2 separate regions of the Callithrix jacchus genome follow, and region 1 is linked to region 2. The links are chromatin contacts, called in public Hi-C maps. All regions are on one chromosome and are shown on one strand. Each heading gives the region's core, a stretch centred on a gene start, on an enhancer-like site or on the middle of the called end of the contact. The rest is flanking DNA. Distances are from core to core; before and after follow the strand shown.

Evidence for each region. A called contact is a pair of places that touch in the nucleus more often than the background predicts.
Region 1: a contact with region 2 is called in a Hi-C map of induced pluripotent stem cells, with 2.4 times the contacts expected there. The contact joins two enhancer-like sites. A contact is called at or near these places in 2 of 3 Hi-C or Micro-C datasets (induced pluripotent stem cells and skeletal muscle).

The regions. Positions count from the first base shown.
Region 1 is chr12:58,836,309-58,839,599 of calJac240_pri, forward strand. No RefSeq gene overlaps it. Among named protein-coding and RNA genes, the nearest start is that of SLC29A3, 12 kb to the left of the region's middle. Within about 2 kb of position 1,278, at least 2 of the 16 cell types and tissues checked have an H3K27ac peak or open chromatin away from gene starts, as enhancers often do.
Region 2 is chr12:58,767,156-58,770,120 of calJac240_pri, forward strand. No RefSeq gene overlaps it. Among named protein-coding and RNA genes, the nearest start is that of CDH23, 19 kb to the left of the region's middle. Within about 2 kb of position 1,361, at least 9 of the 16 cell types and tissues checked have an H3K27ac peak or open chromatin away from gene starts, as enhancers often do.

The sequences.
Region 1 (3,291 bases), core at 28-2,527, 69 kb after region 2:
AGCCCAGATGTGCTGGAGTTCTGCTTCCAATCCAAGTGGGCAAGATGCTAATTGTCCTGTGTTTATCCACCTGTGAGGCCAAAAGGAAGGTCCCTGTCCTGACTGCCTCCAGCGGAGTTGCAGTGGGATTCATTCCGGTAATCAAGGAAAGCATTGGCATGATGGTGTTTGCGGAATGCCATAGAGATATGTCAATATCAGGGGCAGTACAGGCTAGGGAGTAAAAGGCTACAGCTGGCTTGTGCTTCCCACTGTGTGGGGCCAGAGCGAGAGCACTGGACTGGGAGTCAGTGCTCTAGCCATGTGGCTCCCTGGCCTCCTCCTGGCTATCTAAAGAGAAAATGTGGGACACATGGTGCTTGGTAATCTGCAAATTTGCAGCTGTCTGCAAATGCAAGGAGCATATTCCTCCTTCTCATCTTTATCTAATGGGCGAAAAGAGATAGTGATCATCCAGTGACACACCAGCAACTGCTGATGCTGATGATGACAAAATGGAAAGAGATTAATGCTGATCACTCTCAATATTTATACATATTACCTCATTTAATCCTTACAGTAAGTCTACAGAGAAGGTTTGTTATCCTCATTGCTGGAAAATCTGAGGTTCCAGGAGTTTAGGCAATTGGCTCAAGGTCACATGGAGAGCAGATGGTAGAGTCTGGCCATAAACCAAGGTCAGGCTGACCCCAAAGCTTGTTGCCTTAAACCTGCCACTGAGCTGGAACTATGTATAATGTTAGCTTTGTAATTACACTGTGGGAATTGAGGAAGTGGAGGCAAGCCACCAGAACCCCGAGGGAGCACCAATGGGCACATGGATGCTGAGCTCAGCCTCGTGAGACATAGGAGCACTTGGCAGGAGGAAAAGAGGCAGAGTGGGCCAAGAAAACTGTTTTCAAATATTCAAAAAGGTGGCATGGAGTAGAAGGCTTAGACTTACTCCTGTCGGTTCCTGTGGATAAAAGCAGCCCCTGCTGTGAAAATAAGTAGGAATTTATTAAAATGCCAGCTACTGTGACAATTAGGAAGTAGAGAGTTCCTCATCTCTGGAAGTATTCAAGCAGAGACTGGGGAAGTCCTTGTATGAGCCATTGTGGAAGGAGTTCTGGAATCAGATGAGGATGGATTAGATCACAGCCAAGGACCCCTACCTTTGCCATCCTAGAAGCCTGTGAAATAGATCCAAATGAACCCTGGCAGTCCTTGGCCATAACCTCTGGCCAGTGCACTCCCTTGGGGTAATGGCAGTATATACTGATGTGGGTTCTGGGCATCTGTCCTTGGGTACCTGGTAGCAGGAGAATTGTTGCAACCTCAGGGCCTGGTAGCCAAGCCCTGCCTTGAGTTTCATCAGGCAGAGGAGAGGCTCATGGGGAGAGGACCAGCCTTAGCCACTAACCCAGAGGGACGAAGGAGGGAGGTAGGTGGTGTGGGCATCATGGTCCCCTGATGCAATCCAGGGAATGCAACACCCTGGCAGGGGTGCCTGGCAGTCTCTAGAGAGGGCCAGGGGCTCAGGACTATGTCCCAGCCGGCAAACCCCTGAAGTTAAGCCTGACCCTCCCTTGCTTCAAAACCTTTCCATAGCTTCCCACAAACTGGGACAGATCACAAACTGGATGGATATTGTTTGGCCTGCAGTTTAAAAACAATTGGAGCCAACAGATACAAATAGAATGATTTCAGGTACATTTCCAAACCCTGGTTTCTGGTTTCTAAAAGGAGGATGGTGCAGTCCTAGGCACTCACAGATTTGAGTGGTGAGGGCCTACCCCTACAAGTGGGCTCTGTAGTCTCCAGTTGGTTACAGCCCCCACTTCTCCCTATCACTTCCCTATAGCACTGCAGCCAAATATGAAAGGCCACTGAACAGGATGTCTGTCCTCTATTTCACTCAAGTAGAGACCTGTGCTGCTAAGAAAAGTGAGAAATGAATGATATGCTGAGACAGCTTGATGTTTCAAGAAAATGCTGAGCAGGCACATTTCTTTGTGAAGTGAGTTGCTGGTTTGGCGGCTTCTCTCATTCACATGACTGAGCAGTCTGGAGACATGCGTGTTTTTGACCCTTGGTCTGTGGACAAACTCCTGAGGCCCAGCTTCTTCAAGCTGATCCCAATGCCCAGGAGCAAATTCATGTGACAGTAGGCAGGTGACCAGTAGGGAGCCACATCCCTCTGTCGTCCCAGACCCCAGCCTGCTCCTGTACTCTCTTGGATTCTGCCAGCCTGCATACACATCACCATCTCTGGAGGTGGGGCAGCTAGAGGGATCCCTTCCCATCTTCCTGCCCCCCGACACTCTGTGGGCACCGTCTCAGGGTGCGTGGTACCAGCTATGATAATTCACTCTATTCTACTGTGAGCTGCCTGGGGGCTGAGTCCAGGCCTGATGTACTACCCTTCCCCCAGTCCTGGGCCCATCTGTGGATTAGAACAATATTACTGAATTTCTAGGTATCAAGGTCCCTCATGTTTAGGAAGCCTTTTAAGTAGAGAAACTAAGTGTGCAGGTTCAAGCCACCCCCAGTGGGCCTGGCTGCCCAGCCCTTCCTGATTGCAGGAAAGCAGGAACTCACTGGTGCTCCTCCCCTAGACTGCAACTCCTGAGTTGAGATCACTGAGAGGACTCCGACTTACACTCATAAACTCGCGCGAGTAGGGCCTGTGGACCATCTGAGCACCTCTGGCAGATAGCAGCCTTCATGTCTAGCCTGCTAAAGGGGCATCAGCATCTTTTTTTAATAAGAAGGTTTTTTGTTGTCTTTTTTTTAAAGAGAAGGTCTCACTCTGTTGCCCAGGCTGGAGTGCAGTGGCACCATCATAGCTTACTGTAGCCTTCAACTCCTGGGCTCAAGAGATCTTGCCTCAGCCTCCCAAATAGCTGGGATCACAGGCATGTGACACCATGCCTGACAATTTTAAAAATGGATTTTTATTTTGTAGAGATGGACTCTTACTGTGCTCTCCAGGCTGATCACCAACTACTGGCCTCAAGCAATCCTGCTGCCTCGGCCTCCAGAAGTGTGGGATTACAGGTGTGAGCCACCATACCCAGCCAAGAAGTTTCGTGACAGAAAGCTATTGTAAACTTTTACTACAAGTGTCTCCCACAAAACGGATACTTGAAAAGCTACGTCTCAGGGAAACCAACCCGTGTTGGAAGCCTTTCTGGACCACCAGGCTTGGTCAGGAGCCTCTCCAAGCTCCCAAAGCCCCTCACCCTTCTGATGTGTCTACTTTTCTGATTGCAGGCTCCTAAGGGCATCGTGTGTGACTCCTGTCCTTTA
Region 2 (2,965 bases), core at 111-2,610:
AATGACTGGGCCCCAGCCCGGAGAGTTTCAGATTCAGTAGGTACAGGGTAGTAGTAGCCTGAGAATTTGCATCTCTAACAAGTTCTCAAGTGGTACAGATTGCTGCTGGTCTGGGACTACACCCTAAGAACCACCAAGTGTCTCAGCATCATCTCACTTGAGGGGTGAGGAAGCTAGGGAATTTATCCACCAACTCTCTGTACAATCAGTATTTGAGGACTGCTTCTGAGTGCATTCACCCTCTGGCACTCAAGTTGACTCAGGCCAAATTGCTCCTACAGCCAGAAAAGCTCTATTAAGCCTGTTGCTAGGGTCTTCAGGCCCTTTGGCTGGGAGACAGGGTGGGGAGGAGAACCTCAGAGAAGCCGGCAAGATAGTTTGACATCTGGTTGAAGGATTTCAATGGAAGCTAAGGGTCAAAGATGGCTTTACTGAGTCCCTAGCTAGGCATTCATATGGTCATATATTTTTGTAAAAGTAGCAAAAATATTTTATTGTGATTTCTTTTTACATTCGAAATAAGTTCTTTTTTGTACATAATTTTATATTTGCATTTTTTATTCTTTTTTTTTTTCAAAAGAGGTACCCCCAAATTGTCCAAGCTTCAGACCCCATAAAACCTGGAATGGCCCTGCATGGATTCGATAGAACACATATTTAGGTTCCCTGAAGTGAAATGTGTGTAGACGGTTTGACTCATTAAGAAGACAAGCCACCTGAGTTCATGACCACCCAAGTTCAAATTCCAGCTCTGCCACTTCCTAGTTTGAGGTAGTTTGGCCAAGATGCTTAATCTGTCTAAACTCCTGTTTACTCATTTACAAATTGGGACAGTGAACATACTTTCCCTACAAAATCAGATGATCAAATTAAATAATCCCTGCAAAGAGTCAGGCCAATAGTAAGTGCTCAACAAATATGAGTATCTTTTTAAATCATTAGTTGTTCCCATGGTTTATTTCTGGTTTTTATCATTTGCGTTGACAATCTTCTTCCAGGACCAGGTAGGAATGAGTGACCTGGGGACAGAACAAAATTCCGGAATTGGCAGGTCGCCTCTCCCTAGAGTTTTCAAGCCCGCTCTCCCTGACCCACTGGCTCCGCCCCCTCGACTGGGCGTCCGCCCCGTTGCCGGGTAACTGTTGACGGCCCCCGCGCGGGGATTGGCTGTGTGGCCCGGCTACCGGCCTGCCCCGCGGCTCCCGGAAGCCGCGCGCGACCATCTGCTTTATGACCGGTTGCGGTTTGCCTGACAGAGAGGCTAGCGGGGCGGTCCAGGCCCTGGCTTTAGGAGCTATTCCTGGCCGAGCTCAGCGCTGCGGGCCCGGCATCGCCGTGGGTTGCTGAACGGGGTGGCCTTGCGGACCTGACGATTCGCCGCACCCCGCTTCCTGTGTCACTGCCATGGGAGTCTCCGGGCAGCCCTAGTGCAGAGAAGACCCGGAGCGGCAGCTTGGAGCATCTTCCGGGAGCATCCGCCGGCGGCCTGGTCACCTCCCCACCTGCTGTGCCTCCCCAGCTTGGGCCTTGAGGCCCAGAGATCGGAGCACTCCAGGACCTATCCCTCAGCCTAACCAACTTGGTCCAGCTCTGTGACGTTGAATTTTTAAGGGAAAAAGAAGAGGCCAACTGACCTTGAGAAAAGACAGGGCTTGACACTGTGGCTCACGCCTGTAATGCCAGCACTTTAGGAGGCTGATGTGGGTGGATCACTTGAGATCAGGAGTTTGAGACGAGACTGGCCAACTATGGTAGCCAGATGTGGTGGTGCACACCTGTAGTCTCAGCTACTCGGGAGGCTGAGGCAGGATAATCACTTGAACCCAGGAGGTGGAGGTTGCAGTGAGCCGAGATCACACCACTGCATTCCAGCCTGGGCAATGCAGGGAGATGAGGGGTGGCTCACACCTATAATCCCAGCAGTGTGGGAGGCCAAAGAGCAGGCAGATTGTTTGAGCCTGGGAGTTCGAGACCATCCTGGGAAAGATGGAAAAACCCTGCCTCTACAAATATATATATATATATATACAAAAATTAACCAGGTGTGGTGGTGCACCTGTAGTGCCAGCTACCTGGAAGGCTGAGGTAGAAGGATTGCTTGAGCCAGGGAGGTTGAGGCTTCAGTGAGCTGTGACTACATCACCACACTACTCACTGCACAGTAGTGAGTCACATAAAAATAACATAAACTATTGGTTGGCTATACATTGTTCTTTGTACCACAAATTCCAGGAACATGAAGATGATGGGTGAGGCTAATTAAGAATAAAATGTCCTTAAAAAATTGCCCTGGCACGGGGGCAGGGAATGACCAAAGTCCCAAACTCAGTCTCTCTGGGCCTGATAAAAATCTGCATACCTCTTGTAGCACAGACTGCTCTAGCAGACTTTTTTTTTTTTTGAGATGGAATCTTGTTCTGTCGCCCAGGCTGGAGTGCAGTAGTGCTATCTCGGCTCACTGCAACCTCCGCCTCTTAGGTTCAAGCGATTCTCCTGCCTCTGCTTCCTGAGTAGAAGGGCTTACAGGTGCATGCCACCATGCCCAGCTGATTTTTTATTTTTAGTAGAGATGGGGTTTCACCATATTGGTTAGGCTGGTCTTGAACTCCTAACCTCAAATGATCTGCCCACCTCGGCCTCCCGAAGTGCTGGGATTATAGGCATGAGCTACTGTGCCCGGCCATAGTGATTTTTTAGGTGAAAAAGAAGAGGCAGTTCCTAAATTATTTGCCAAGAATTTACAATAACACAGCTTATGTTGGTCAGTGTCAGTGTCAGTGTCAGTGGTGGTGTTAGGTATAACTGGAAGATGGGGAGGAACGGGCAAAAATAGAGGTGGACCAAAGTGTAAACAGGAAGTAGAAGACCCAAAGCCAAACCAGCTTGAAGATTTTTAAGGACTTGAAACTCCAGGGAGTGGTGGAAATGAACTCCAGGTTATTCCTGTCTTAAGTAAACAGAGGAA